2 separate regions of the Rattus norvegicus genome follow, and region 2 is linked to region 1. A link is a contact called in public Hi-C data. All regions are on one chromosome and are shown on one strand. The core of a region is the stretch at or near the end of the contact, and the rest is flanking DNA. Distances in the headings are between cores, read along the strand shown. Region 1 holds the start of Abl1 (ABL proto-oncogene 1, non-receptor tyrosine kinase). Region 2 holds the start of Fibcd1 (fibrinogen C domain containing 1).

Region 1 (3,784 bases), core at 103-2,602:
TGCTTCACAGTATTTCAAGTGACTTTTTGTTTCTGTTTTCTTTGTTTGTTTGTTTTGTTTTGTTTCAATACAGGATCTCTCTGTGTTGCCCAGGCTGTCCTGGAACTCACTCTGTAGACCAGGCTGGCCTTGAACTCCATCTGCCTCTGCCTCCCAAGTGCTGGCATTAAAGGCGTGGGCCACTATCACCCAGCCAGGTGACTGTTCTTTAATAATCGGAATGCCATTTTCTTTCTTTGTTTAACAGTTATTTGGAACTGAATGCTTCAGTAGAAAAGCCATGTTTTTGAGCAAGTAGTAGCGACTCTTAAATGACACTTCAACCATAGCTATGAATGCTTTTCCATCTGTGCTATGGGAACAGCACTGCATACGATAAAGCGATAAAGCATTTTATGTAAAAGTGCAGGCAGTGTGAGTGCTGTGATGAGTGGGTCCCTTTAGAAATGGGTCCCGGTAATAGGGACAATGAAGACTAGGAGACCAGAGGATGAACTTTCACAGGTGTGGGATAGTTTCTCAGACTTTTGAGGTCTAATAACCTCGACAAATTTCGCCTAACTTCGACTTTTAGGAGGACATGTGTCTCACCTGTGAAAGGATTCATACTAGTGCAAGCATACACGAAAGCAGGATCTCGCCTGGCATACTCTGAACTGACGCTGTTTCTTCAACCTCCTATCCCAAAGGATGCTTGCTTTCTCAATACTTCTTCCCAGGTTCCCATATTTGGGCCTTTCCCAAGTGATGAGGATGCAACGCACCGGTCATCTTAATTTCTAGGAGCCAAAGTTTCTCCCCAGCGAGGCTCAAAGAAGGAATCTAACTCCGGTTCTGGAAAACTCCAATCCGTAGTTTTCCCCTATCTCTGAATCTCCTGCGATCTTACTAAAGCGGTGAAGAAGTGCGCTGACCGGAGTCCACCGGCTTCCAGGAGGCGGGGCCGGCTCTCTGTAGCTATGGGAGCTGGAGGCTTGGGCCTCCGAGAGCAGCCTATGGGCGCCGGGACTACAAGTCCCAGTATTCCTCCTGGCAGCACCGCTCGCAGCTAGCTGTGGGCTCTCGCGCTCACTGGCCAATTGGACGGTGGTGAGGGACACACTGGTTATCGAAGACCAATGATAAAGCAGGTGGGGCGGGCGCTTCCTCATCGCTCACCTTGAGCTCTGAAAAGCTACCTTTAAAAGGTCGTGAGGAGCCGGGCTGTCGCAGGCAGTGAGGCTGGAAACCCGAAGGTGCGGCAGCGTGTAGGAGAGCGGCACCGGTGGCCTATTGGACTTCGCTCGGGAGATTCCGGCGTCGCTGGGGGCGGGACCGGGGGCGGGGCCTGGCCTCGTTGTGGCGCGGCTCGTAATCCATCATGGCGGCCTCGGGGGTTGGTGTCTATCCCTGAGAGGCGCCGGAGCTGGAACCGGGTGTCGGGTCCTGCGGCTGAGGAACCCTTCCGCGGCACACACCACCACTGGCTGGAGAAGCCGGGTTCTTCGGCAGAGCGGGGCATGCGACTGCTCGGCGGCGGCTGCAGAGTCTGGGGCCGGGGGAGGGGTCTCTAGGGTAGAGACCCCTCCGCTCGGGGCAGCTGAGGCGCGGGGCCTCCTCCCCTGTGACTGACTCCTGGTTCGGGACCGCGGGAGTCCATCGTCCCTCATAGCCCTGCTCTGGCTCTGGAACACCAGAGTGGTCTCAGTTTCTCCCTACCTGGGACACCCTGTTTCCTGAGAAGAAGCGTCGCCCCAGAGTAAGCCGCCCGCGCCCTGTCTGGGGAAGTCTCTTTCTCACCCCCAGGTCGCTCTTCTCTCGATTTCAACCCAAGTTTGGCCACGGAGCCCCTTATTCAAATCATCTCCTTGCTGTCAAGAGATCTCCGGGGGTCCTCCCAGATTGCATCCGCCGGGTCTCCGATGTCCTGACTTCTTCCAATGTCACCTACAGCCCCATTGGTCTCAGTGCAGCCCAAAACTTTAATGCAAAGGAAAAGTCTGGATTGGTTTCACAGGCCTTTTAAAAAGCGGACTTAAAAGTTGCTGGTCATGCATTCCTTCTCGGCAGAGTGGAGAGCAAGCTCTCGTTGAGATCTGTGTGACCCGTGTCATTTTCCGGAGACCAGGGCAGGGAAGTGAGGGCGGCAGGAAATTTGTTACAAGATGGAGAGACAAAGATAGGGGATTGGTTGACTTCCAAAGGAAAGATTGCAGAGAATATAAAAGAAGCTCAATGTTTCCATCGCGCTAGGGAGTTGAAATGACTTTCGGTACTGCTGGCACTTTTTTGACTTCTCTGTGATTATTTTTATCTATAGTTTTACTCTTGCAAAGAAAGGGTTCCTCAGCCTGCAACATAGACTTAGATTCAAGAAACTTTGGGTAGCATTGTGGTTACATGACTTCAAACTAATTACCTTGGAAAAGAATTCCGGATTCCTGTTTACATGTGTGAACCTCAAAACCAGCTTCCTTTGCTCCTGGAAGTTGTCTGTCTGTGATTGACCCAAGTTACTGACCCAGGTCGGTGGTGTGAACTTCTGGGTATATACTGTTGCCTGCTAACCCCCACGGACCATTCTGGAAGATCTTGAACCCTCTTCTGGAAAGGGGCGCCTGTCATTGCTTTATGGGGCAGCAGCCTGGAAAAGTACTTGGGGACCAAAGAAGGCCTAGTTTGCCCGCCCTACATTTTATCAAAGGGGCAGGGAAGAGGGACTCATCGAGACATGGGGGCCCACACTGCAATGTCTTTGTGGAACATGGTGAGTGCTTTCCAGGTTTCAGATCATTGTTTTTCCTTAAGCATCAAAGAAGTTTCTGTAACAAAACTTGTGTCAGTTCCTTGTATAAGAAAATTGTGGGTTCATTCAGTCTGCTTGAGTTGCTGGCTCTTGCCTGAGTCCACTTCTGGTTCACTGTAGACACAGGACAAGCCCTCTAACTGTTTTGGGTGGGGGGCAGCATTTCGTGGGGGAGGGGTTGATTTAAGTGACTCTGCAGCATCCACAGCTTCCTGTCTGCTCCCACTTTAGGCTGGGATTCTACAGCCTGTGCACGGATGTCTTTTATGGCTTTGTCTATGGAACGCTTGGATCATATCTTCAAAGCGGTTTGTGCACACAAAGGTTAAGGGCAGAACCTAGTCGACATGCTGTCTTTTGACCTTCTCAATAATGAGCTGCACTTGAAACTCTTTGGAGCTAAGTGGGAAAAGTGGAGTGTGGGGAAAAAAAAGCAGTGTGCCTCCTGAACCGATACCCGCTGCGTTGCTTTCTCTAAGGTACAGCCCCATCCTTGCCGATGGCGCTCATCACCTCTTCTCCTTCTCTAGTTGTCTTTGCTGTTTCTTATGAACCTATTTGGTTCATAATGCCGACAGCACTAGTTGTGTTGTTGACTAACAGTTAAAGGCTGGTTAGACTAATGTAGCAGACACCAGCCAGGAGCCAGTTAGCTTGGGTCCTGGTTGTACTGATGTTTCTCAAACTTAATATTTAAATAGCAGTTGAGCACAGTAACCATACATAAGCAAATAGAGCTTATGCAAGGGTCTTGTCTGCTTTCAAATTCAGTCATAAGTATTTAACATCAAGTGGTTGCTATAAACTGTGGCTGCTTTTGGGTGAGCTTATATTTGATAATTGAGGTTTTCTTTTTGTAAGGTTTATTTTGTTTTATATGTATGCGTGTTTTGCGTGTGTGTGTGTGTGTGTGTGTGTGTGTGTGTGTGTGTGGTGGCACGCACATGTCTGGTACTCATGAAGTCAGAAGAGGGTGTTGGATCCCTGGAACTGGAGTTA
Region 2 (3,832 bases), core at 274-2,773, 150 kb after region 1:
GGGAAATAACAATCAGTGAGACCCATAAGGTACCAAAAGGAGGAAAGACCGAACCAGGCTGGGGCAGCCTTGGGGACCAGCCTTGAAGTTTCCACTGCTCCTTTAAGATCTCAGCAGAACGGGCCCTGCCACCTGGGGACACAGTGAAGACAGGAACAGTTAAGAAGGGGGACAGACCACCCAGGGAAGCAATAGAACCAGTCTGCGGTTTGAAAGGTAGAGTCCTAGCTCTCTGGCTCACATGCTGTGTGTCTTGGGCATGTCCAACCTCCCTGATCCTTATCTGCGACGTGGGAAATGTGTACTTGGGAAGAGCTAGCTTTGCAAACTGCAGCTAGCTGGTCCCCTTGCCAGACCAGTGTTACTCTGAAAGACAGGCAGGTTGCAGCTTTGAATAGTGAGGGGTGGCCACGCCCGCCCCTGCCACCTCCTCCTCCTTCTCTGGTTGCAAACTCTCACTGTTCCTTCCCCAGTGACATCTGTCTGGGAGAAATTTAAAATTTAAAACGGGCAGCCCCATTATCTGCTCTCCTTGGCGAATGGCCTCTTCACTATGCCTGTCTATCCCAGTCCCTTGATGGCTCAGCCTGGGGCAGTCCTGCGGCCACCCCTCTGCCTCAGAAGCTGGATGCCCAGTACGTCAGCAGCCCCTCCCTGCTCTGTCCCAGTTGGTGCACTGCACAGCCCTGGGCACCCTCCAAGCCGGGACACTTCACTGTCCCTGCAGAGGCAGTAGGTAAAGAGATCAGCCAGACCTAGGTTCAAATCCCTATAGGGCTGCGTGGCCTCGGGCTGCAGCGGGACCTCTCTGAGTCTTGTTCTCCTGGTCTTAAAAGTCAGAGAATCATAGTGCCTAGGCTTCTTATGGGAGATTAATATTTACTGTTCCCCAATTGAATCTGGGCGCCTGGGTAAAGAGGGAGGACCTGGGGGGGGGTCCTGCTCTTGAAGCCTGGAAAGATGAGTGGGGCGCCTGGCATAGGTTAAGGAATTGCTAGTGAGGAGGACCCCCACTGAGGCTGTGGGTGAATGGGACTCTGCGCGCCGGTCATCTGTCGGCTGTCCCCAACTGAAGGGCTGATCCACAACCAACTATAGGTCCTCTCTCCTCACTGCACGAGCAAGCACCGGGGTCTCCGATGGGGGTGGGGACTGGCTGAAGCCGGTGCCTTCTGCAGGGAGCCTAGAGTTCAAGTCTCCGCTGAGGGGAGGAGAAGAGCAGGTACTCCCCCTAATCTCTGCTCAAGCTCCCCAAACTCCAGCCCCCACACCGGTCCCCGCGCCCGTGGGTACCTGCGGTTTGTCGCGCGGTCGGTCCTCAAGTTGGGACGCGCCGCCCACGGTCTTCCACCGCTCGTGGACCATCTTCCTGCAGGACCCGCAAGGGGTGCGGGGCGAGGGCGAGCGCAAAGGAGGCGAGGGGTGCACAGGATGCGTTGCACTTGCAGGAGGTCCCCTCGGTGCCGGGGATCCGGGGTGGCCCGGGAGCGGCGGCCGCAAGCTAGGCTGCGTGTGAGCGCGTGTGATTGCTGGGAGCGCGGGCGCGAGCCTCCGAGAGCCGCCCGCGCCGCGCCGTCCCCGCGTCCCGCTCCCGCGCCTCCCGCGCGCTCCGCCCTCTTCCTCCCGGCTTAGTCTCCGCGTCTTCGTCTCGGACTCTCAGGGCCTTTTATTGCTCCCCGCAGCTTCCCGGGCACGCGCTCCCCTCCTCCCCCAAGGGCTCTAAGAGTGACTCCCGCTCCAGCCGGGTCGCTAGGGGTTGAGAGAGGGGACTAGCCAGCAGCAGCGGGCGTGACGGCAGCCAACGGCTCCCCGAGGAACCTTCGCACCCTGCGGTGCCCCGCGCAAACTTCCTCTAGGGCAGGACTCCTCTAAGTCCCAGGTGTAGAGATCACCCCTAAGGAAGGGGCTAAGCGGAGACCGGTTGTCCCTTGCGGGGCTCCGGGGTTCCAGGTCCTGGGCAAGTATGCACGTGGCCGGCTAATCTCCAGCCCTGGGGCCTGGTGCTGGAGTCCCCCACTCCGCAGCAGGGCTGCTGCACGCCCCCAAGGCATCTGCCCACCCGGAGTCCCCGCCAACCCCTCCAAAGCCGTCCTGGAGCTATCCCAACCGCTGGAGGAGGGATGTGAGCCACCAGTGGGGGCTTCTCAGTCGTCCCTCCCACCAGCAACACTTTTTAAAGCGTTTAATCCGCCCGAGCAGCCTTCGGAGGTAATTGACAAAGTCCTTAATCTGCGCGGTTAACGAGCTGCTGTTGTGACTCCGACCGTGTGGCTCCCACGCGCCCCACGCCGCGCCCCGCCGGCCGCCCTTCCCCCAGCTCCGCAGAGACGCCTGGGCCCCCCGCTACTTCTTAAAGCTGTTTTCCGGCTCCAGGGCGCTCTGGCCGCCTTGCTGTTCCCTGGCACCGGCGTCGTCTCTCTCCCACCGGTTTCCAGTCTGTCGCCCCATCTTCGTCTTCATCCCTCTTCTCGTCCCTCTAGGTGCCTGGCAGACGTGGGGTAGACCTTGTGAGGGTGGGGCCCGAGCCTAACACAGGCAGAGTGGTCCCTAGGATCGCAGCTGGAGCTAGGCACCGTGGCCACATGCCCTCCCAGACTGTCACCAGCCAGAAACTCGGTCCTACAGTCTACGAACTTCCAGAGTTACCGGTGGCTGTCGTCTCCTGCAGTCCCAGCCCGGTTTCCCACCAGCAAGCTGCCAGAGTTACTGCCCAGTAACCTAAGGCTGGGGTCAGAAGCCAGTTCCTTGAGGATGTACCTGTGTCAACCTGAAACACCCCCCACCCCGCAACTCCTCATCACTTAAAAGGGTTGTAGGTGACCCAGAGATCCTTCAGGCCTAAGCGGGAAACTGTGATTACTGGCCACTAAACCTCTCTTGACATAGGTTCCCCTTGTATCCAAAGGGTTAACAGCACCTCAATCTGAAGGGCTCTCTCTTCTGGGATTCAGAAGCAGGCACCTTCCATAAGCATCTGAGGGGTTAGGGTTCAAACTTCCCTGCTGGAACCTCAGACAGGCTTCATACTCTCTCAGAGCCTGTTTCCTCATTGGGCAAGCAAGGATGGACGAGAAAAAGGATTTCCCAGGGCCCCTCACAAGAAGTAGGTCTTAGGAATCCCAAGTCTGATTCCACAGTGCTGGGAGAGAATTTTGACGCCAGGCAAGGTGTGCACTAAAAATCTCTCTGGGCAGTCCTAAACGGGGTAAGGGATCCAAAGGTCCCAGGGTGTACACAGAGAGCGGTCAGTCAGCCTCTTTAGGACATGGATACTTGGTTCAGGAGACATCACTTTGACGTTAAGACAAGGGAGGCCAAGCGCTGAGTGGGAGACACAGTGAATTCGTCCAGCAGGTGTGCATGGGAGCCTTCAGGACGGCCGCTGCTGAACCTGTGGAAGGACAGGTAAGCGGGGGCCACCTAGCGGTTTTTCCAGGAAGTGTTTGCTGCTTGGACCTGTCACCAACTCAGCAAGAGTCACCAATTCTCCTGCCTGCTGGGGTGGAGATGGGCGTGGCGAGCTGTGGGCCTCGCCCTGTGACCACTCTGCACCTGCTGTGCTCAGGTCCCACTAGGAGGATCAGTGGTGGCCTGGGGTTGGCAGGAGCACACTCAGTTCCTGTGCACTGCACTAGCCCAGTGCACACAGGCTCATCAGCCCCACGGGGATGTGTGAATGAGATGAATTCACAAAGGAGAAGCTCCTGGGAGAAGCCACAGAGCAGAATAACACTGTCCCCATGGGCTGTGACTTTTTACCAGGCTGATAGGAGCCAAGTGTCAGGGACAAGTATGGCTGAGCTTAGCATCCTGACCACTGCAGAAGCTGCCT

What was found. Hi-C and Micro-C count contacts between places; a contact is called where the count stands out from the background.
Region 2: a Hi-C map of kidney shows a contact between it and region 1, with 4 times the contacts expected there. The contact joins the promoter of Fibcd1 here to the promoter of Abl1 in region 1. A contact is called at or near these places in 4 of 12 Hi-C or Micro-C datasets (hepatocytes, kidney, liver and 1 more).

Annotation. Positions count from the first base shown.
Region 1 is chr3:35,376,235-35,380,018 of GRCr8, forward strand. Abl1 (ABL proto-oncogene 1, non-receptor tyrosine kinase) reads left to right here and starts at 1,353. Exons shown (of 11, transcript NM_001100850.1): 1 at 1,353-2,746. The coding sequence starts at 2,611.
Region 2 is chr3:35,522,619-35,526,450 of GRCr8, forward strand. Fibcd1 (fibrinogen C domain containing 1) reads right to left here and starts at 1,524. Exons shown (of 7, transcript NM_001107829.2): 1 at 1,294-1,524. The coding sequence starts at 1,365. LOC120101519 (a long non-coding RNA gene) reads left to right here and starts at 1,593. Exons shown (of 2, transcript XR_010064751.1): 1 at 1,593-3,405.